2 separate regions of the Mus musculus genome follow, and region 2 is linked to region 1. A link is a contact called in public Hi-C data. All regions are on one chromosome and are shown on one strand. The core of a region is the stretch at or near the end of the contact, and the rest is flanking DNA. Distances in the headings are between cores, read along the strand shown.

Region 1 (2,700 bases), core at 28-2,527:
AATGTTGATATTATAGGTATTAACTATCATAACTACTTAGATAAGATTTCCTTATTGAGATTTTCTCATCTCAGGCAGTTCTAAAATCCTCAAATTATTGTAACTGTACCTTGCAAGCCAGATGTAAAGTTCTGATAGAAAAATGTCGAAACCACGTCTTTTATGTAGTTGTCACATTTGCCCCTCAATGGCTAGTTGTTTCATCATCTCCCTGTGAAGGAATGCTCTCCATATTCTGTATTCCATTCTCGATTTTATATAGGATGCTAGATGAAGCACGTACAATATGAGTGCCAACTACACTGGCTCTTGCTTTGCTTTGGGTAAGAATGAGTTCCATTAGGACTGAAGTCTGATCTACCGTAGATGCTTTTTGGGATTGTGGCTATTTAAAGTGGACATATCCTGATAAATGGCTGATCATGGGCCTTGGTGATGTTTAACCCAACTCCTCTGACAATTTTGGAATCCTCCTGTCCCAGGCATACACATACGCAGCTCTCCAGATGCAAATGTTTACTTGAGAGACACATGTGTGGAATTCTAGAGTAAATAGAGAGAGTGAGAACTGTCTGTAGTTGAAAGGTCTGTGGGTTAGAATTCACATGTTATATTCCTAAATGTGTCTGGAACTTCCCGAGGGATTTCAGGAAAATCACTTAACTTCCCCAACTCAGCTGAGGAATAGAAATCATATTATTTATCTGCTTTAGATTGTGCAATCATGCTTTCCTTTTTACAGTCTTAGATACTACACAACTCAACGAATCCCCAGGATATTAGAAGGATATTAACATATGCCAAGCAAACTGCAGCCTGAGATGTATCAAGTTTCCAAAGGTCTGTGTTTTTCCTGAGGAAATTTGAGACCAGGGATGATATCTGTCCTGTGGCCACATGAACAGGCGCCTCTCCATTCCCACGTTACAGGGCAGAATTCCACTGCTCCCTCACTTTCTATTCTAGTCAAATATTGGGTCTCCCTATCTTCTTCCCCACCGCCCCCATTTAATAGGAAACACATTCTCTTTCCGTAGGACACAAATAGAAGAAAAAGGGGGGGGGGAGGAGAAAGAGAGATTTAAGTAGAACTGCAGAATCTGTACCTACATACAACTTGCTAAATATATATAGATGAAAATAGCCAGAGCTGAGAGAGAGGAAAAAAAGAAGAGTGTTTTAACAGTAAAGTAAAACCACAACTAATGACTTCAGGAGACAGGAGCTAGGTGGACAAGCACAGCACTGCAGTTTTAAATATATGGGATTTGGCTTCACCTCCCCAGTAAGTGGCCTGGCACCAATTCAAATAGGCTGGTCTGGCACGCTAGTGCCTCTGTGAGGGACCACACTGGCGGATGGAAACGACCACAAAGCCACAGAGAAAGTGCAGGTTTCCAAAGGCAACAAGAAGGCAAGCAGACTGGCAGCTAAAACAATGCCAAGGCTCCTTCATCAGCAGGGAGGGGCAGCCTTGCCAAGGCAGATTTTCTTTCTCTGTACATTGGGATGGCCAACCATAAGCCTGATCAGTGGCAGGATGGGCAGTGGGTATCAGGCACCACGGAGGAGGAGCCAGGCACAGATGGCCCAAGGGCTGGCCACAAGGGAGGGCATCCTTTAAAGGATGATCGCAGAGCAATCTCTGCTCTGGGTACCATAGTGCAGAAAGCTGAGAGAGTCATGTTTGTGGAATATTTCTGTGTACTAAAAAGAGGCAATAATCTTTATGGGCTTCTAGCTCTGGAAAATATTTTTCTATACAAACAAGTTGTTTTTCATGCCATTGAAGACTGCCAAATGATTTGGTACATGAAGCATTCTTGCTTTACACTGCCTGAAAGTAAGGAATCTACTTCAGAGAGTGGAAGACACAGCAGGGGGCTTTTGTTGGCCACCAGCCACTTTTAGCATCTATGGTGGTGTCTACACAATGCCAACTCTGCTAGCTGGAAAGCTGAAGTGGAATTAAAGCTTTTTCCAAGGAGGCTGCACAATACATAATGGTATCACTATTCACTGTGAGTTGGCTGATGCCTTTGATGGTCTAACAGCCAGGCACAGTTTTCTCAGTGTTATAGCAAGGGCAAGAACTAACTTCTGAGGTTTTCAGAGGAGGCAGTTCAGACAAATTATGTCCAACTCCTTGAATGAGTTAAAAAAAATGCCAAGCACTTGTCAAAAATGATATATTCTCCAGCTGACAAGAAAACAACCATAATGATGGACATTGTGTGTTAATAGCTCTCCTTTGCTGTCTTGGCCTTAGGAGACCAACTTTGTAGCAACAATAATGATCAAGCAACTTTGACGTTTCCCATCGCTCTTCACACCTCACATGAGAATTTTATTTCATTGACAAAACCATGCAGCTTAGGTGCTTCCAGACCTAGTCGGGACATTTCTGAAGCAACAGGAACCTCTGTGACAGACACACAGTTAAGTCAAAAGCGGCAATAGGGAAGAGATGAGTCAGATGACTGGGTTGTTCTACATCACCCTATATTACCTTTGAATACCAGATGGAGAACTGGAGGAAGGAGGGATGTGTAGTGGGCAGTGTGGCTACAGGGTCCTCATGTTTTTAAAACAAGATACAGCCAAGACTTTGGAAGTCTTACAAACTATATGTTAAGGCCATATAAACATATGATATCATCAATGAAGAAGATTTAGAGAGCTAGAAAATGGATGTAACAC
Region 2 (2,700 bases), core at 162-2,661, 290 kb before region 1:
ATGTAAAAGTTTGATATTGTTACCTGTTCAAAAGGAGAAGAATTAAAAGAACTCAATTTCTTTGCTTTTGTTTTGCTATTTTTATATAGCTTATCTTATTCCTCATTGGGTTACTAGAATTTTTTTTTTTTATCTTTCTTCTCATCCTTCCTCTAATTGCAAAACATTTGAGAGGAGGAAAAAAAATCCTATACAACCTTTTGTATTTTCATTTTCTTCCAGGGCAATCAATGTCTTGCACATAGTTGATAAGATCTATTGAATTGAAATTCACATCAATTGAATTTGATTTAAGAGTAATAGGAAAGAAAGTATGCATCAAGTCTTTGAGAAAAATGTCTCTTGAGCATTAGAACTGTACAAAGTATGTATACACAAGATGGAGAACTTTCTCCCCTAGAGGTCTTGGGGAAGCTCAGTGGCCTTTGAGAATGCCTATCAGGATGCAGACTCTTCGGAGTTCTGTGTGATACAGAGCTCTGCCTCATCAGAAGCCTTAGATGCGGATGCTCATAACTAAAGCAGGTGACTACATAGCTGATGTGGATAGAACAGTGTTGCACATCAAGAAAGTGCCTATCTGGGGTTTATGCAGTCATGATGGCCCAGTCCTCCTATATTGATTGAGAGGTTTATGTGAAGTATTTTCAAACCCATAGTAACCCAAACAACGTCACTTCAACTGCTAATTTAAAGGAAGAAAAAGATAAGGTCTTAAGTGATACACTTTGAAAATAGACTGCTAAATTATTTTAAAATTTCTGCTTGGGTAAGAAAAAAAATTGCATACTAAGTATACTGCTTGAGAAAAGGAGCCTGGAAAAATATGGGATGTAAGTGAGGCTGAGCTCTGAAGGCTATTCACAGTGAAGAGTCAAAGGAAAAGAAACGTTATCAATGCCTTTCACCCTTTCTTCTCACAAGACCATGTTTCACTCAAAACCCCGAACTTCACTGGGAACTTGAACCATATACTCTCTGAACACCACATTGGCTACAGCTTACAGCAAGATTATAAGGAAAATGTAATGGGACCTCAAAGATAGCCTCTCTTAAAAGTCATAACTTCCTCCATAAAGAAAAAGGATATTTAAAATGAAAACAAAAAAAAAAAAGCACACAGAAGGCTAACTTCCAGAATAAATAAATAAAGAATCACAACATGGTGTAAAAGAGCTCATTAAGTAAACAATGGCCCCACTCTCAGGGAGATGCCCCTCCCCAATGCTGCTATTATTTCACCTTCAACATCTTTTTGTGTTAATCAGAAGATTTGATGCTGCTTATCATTTTTCGGCTCATGGAAACCAGGCTGAGAGCAAGCAAGTATCTGCAAGTTAGCAGCCTATGCATGGCAGCTTGTTTGGTTTCATTCCAAAGGGCGCTCTGCCAAGGGATGAACAGCAGTAGTCATTTCTCTCTAAATCACTGTCAAGACCCTGCTTCAAGCTGCTATTTGGTTCACCAGAGGCCAGCACACAGCCTATGGAATCCAGAAACAGGGGGTTGGGAAAGGCGATTCTGAAGAGGACTGACTTACACATTTATATCTTCTTGACAGGCAGAGAGGCTCCCAGGAAAGGGAACAGGGGCAGGGTGAGAGCAGTGGTGAGCATCTGGGGGTGTATTCAGCTAGGGTGCTTGGATTTGCTCTTCCTCCTGTGTTTAATTTGCACATTTAAAGTTCTCAGCAGTTCAAATACTTTTAACCTGGTGGGATTGTAATTACCATAAACTCAAATATCTCTTTTCTTTAAAAAAGTGTATGTTGTTTTTAAAAATGCTTGGCCTTTAAAAGCCTCTTCTATTCCAGTTTTGTTCTTTGCTAAATAAAAGTTAGCCTAGATTATCTCCTGCCTGTTTTATAGGGATAGGGCACAGGATTTGATACTGATGAATCTGGCAGGGCCACATTAAGCTGTTTCTCTTTAAATGCTTCAACTTTTCTCTCACTAAACCTGAGGCACAACCCATTTTTCAGAAGTTGTGAGAACTAAATGAGCCATTAAATCCCAGGACTGACATATGACAGATATGAAAACTCTCGTTTCGGTTCATTTCTTCTGCTGGTATTCTACATCTATGAATTTTTATATGATCAGTTTTATCTGTCACTTCAGGGAAGAGGGGCGTGGCACAGAGAAACTATCACCTTTGCTTCTGGACTCTTTGGTTATGATCAAGTAAGAAGCTACTGCTGTTTTGTGTAAGACTATGGAACTTGCTAGCAGATGGGACTCATATCTGCGTCCCCCAATATGATATATATTTTAAGTCTATATGATGATGGATTCATCCTTGACTTCTACTCATCAGTTGAAAACTTATCTGATAAAGACTTCAGTCTGCAAAAGTCCTTCAGATAACATGGTACTAGTGAGAGGCACCCTTGCTGCAGGTCTATCTGAACATTCACCATAGGGTATTCCAATCTGGCAACAGTGAAGGAAGCAAACCCTGGGGTTGACAGTAGATGCTTGACATGAGCTGTCCATTCATATGAAAGCAACATGGCCTTCAGGAGAAGCTCTTTCATTTCCCTGTTGCTAGCATCATGGGAGTGAGAGGCAGACCCACCTCTATAGTCTAGAAATGCCGGCTCATGTTGCTCCAAACCATCATCAAGCATCATCAACACTCCTTTTACAGTCCCTTAGTAAAAATCAAGTGTGATCAATTTAGAGGAAAAATGCCATCATG

What was found. Hi-C and Micro-C count contacts between places; a contact is called where the count stands out from the background.
Region 2: a Hi-C map of cerebellum shows a contact between it and region 1, with 2.4 times the contacts expected there. The contact joins two enhancer-like sites. A contact is called at or near these places in 7 of 484 Hi-C or Micro-C datasets (cerebellar granule neurons, cerebellum, myocytes and 2 more).

What each region holds. Positions count from the first base shown.
Region 1 is chr4:85,836,483-85,839,182 of GRCm38.p6, reverse strand. It overlaps a transcript of Adamtsl1 not described here. Among named protein-coding and RNA genes, the nearest start is that of Adamtsl1, 220 kb to the left of the region's middle. Within about 2 kb of position 1,277, at least 41 of the 459 cell types and tissues checked have an H3K27ac peak or open chromatin away from gene starts, as enhancers often do. A contact at or near this core is called in cerebellum, where this site is marked.
Region 2 is chr4:86,123,297-86,125,996 of GRCm38.p6, reverse strand. All of the region lies in intron 3 of Adamtsl1 (ADAMTS-like 1), which reads right to left. Among named protein-coding and RNA genes, the nearest start is that of Adamtsl1, 71 kb to the right of the region's middle. Within about 2 kb of position 1,411, at least 16 of the 459 cell types and tissues checked have an H3K27ac peak or open chromatin away from gene starts, as enhancers often do. A contact at or near this core is called in cerebellum, where this site is marked.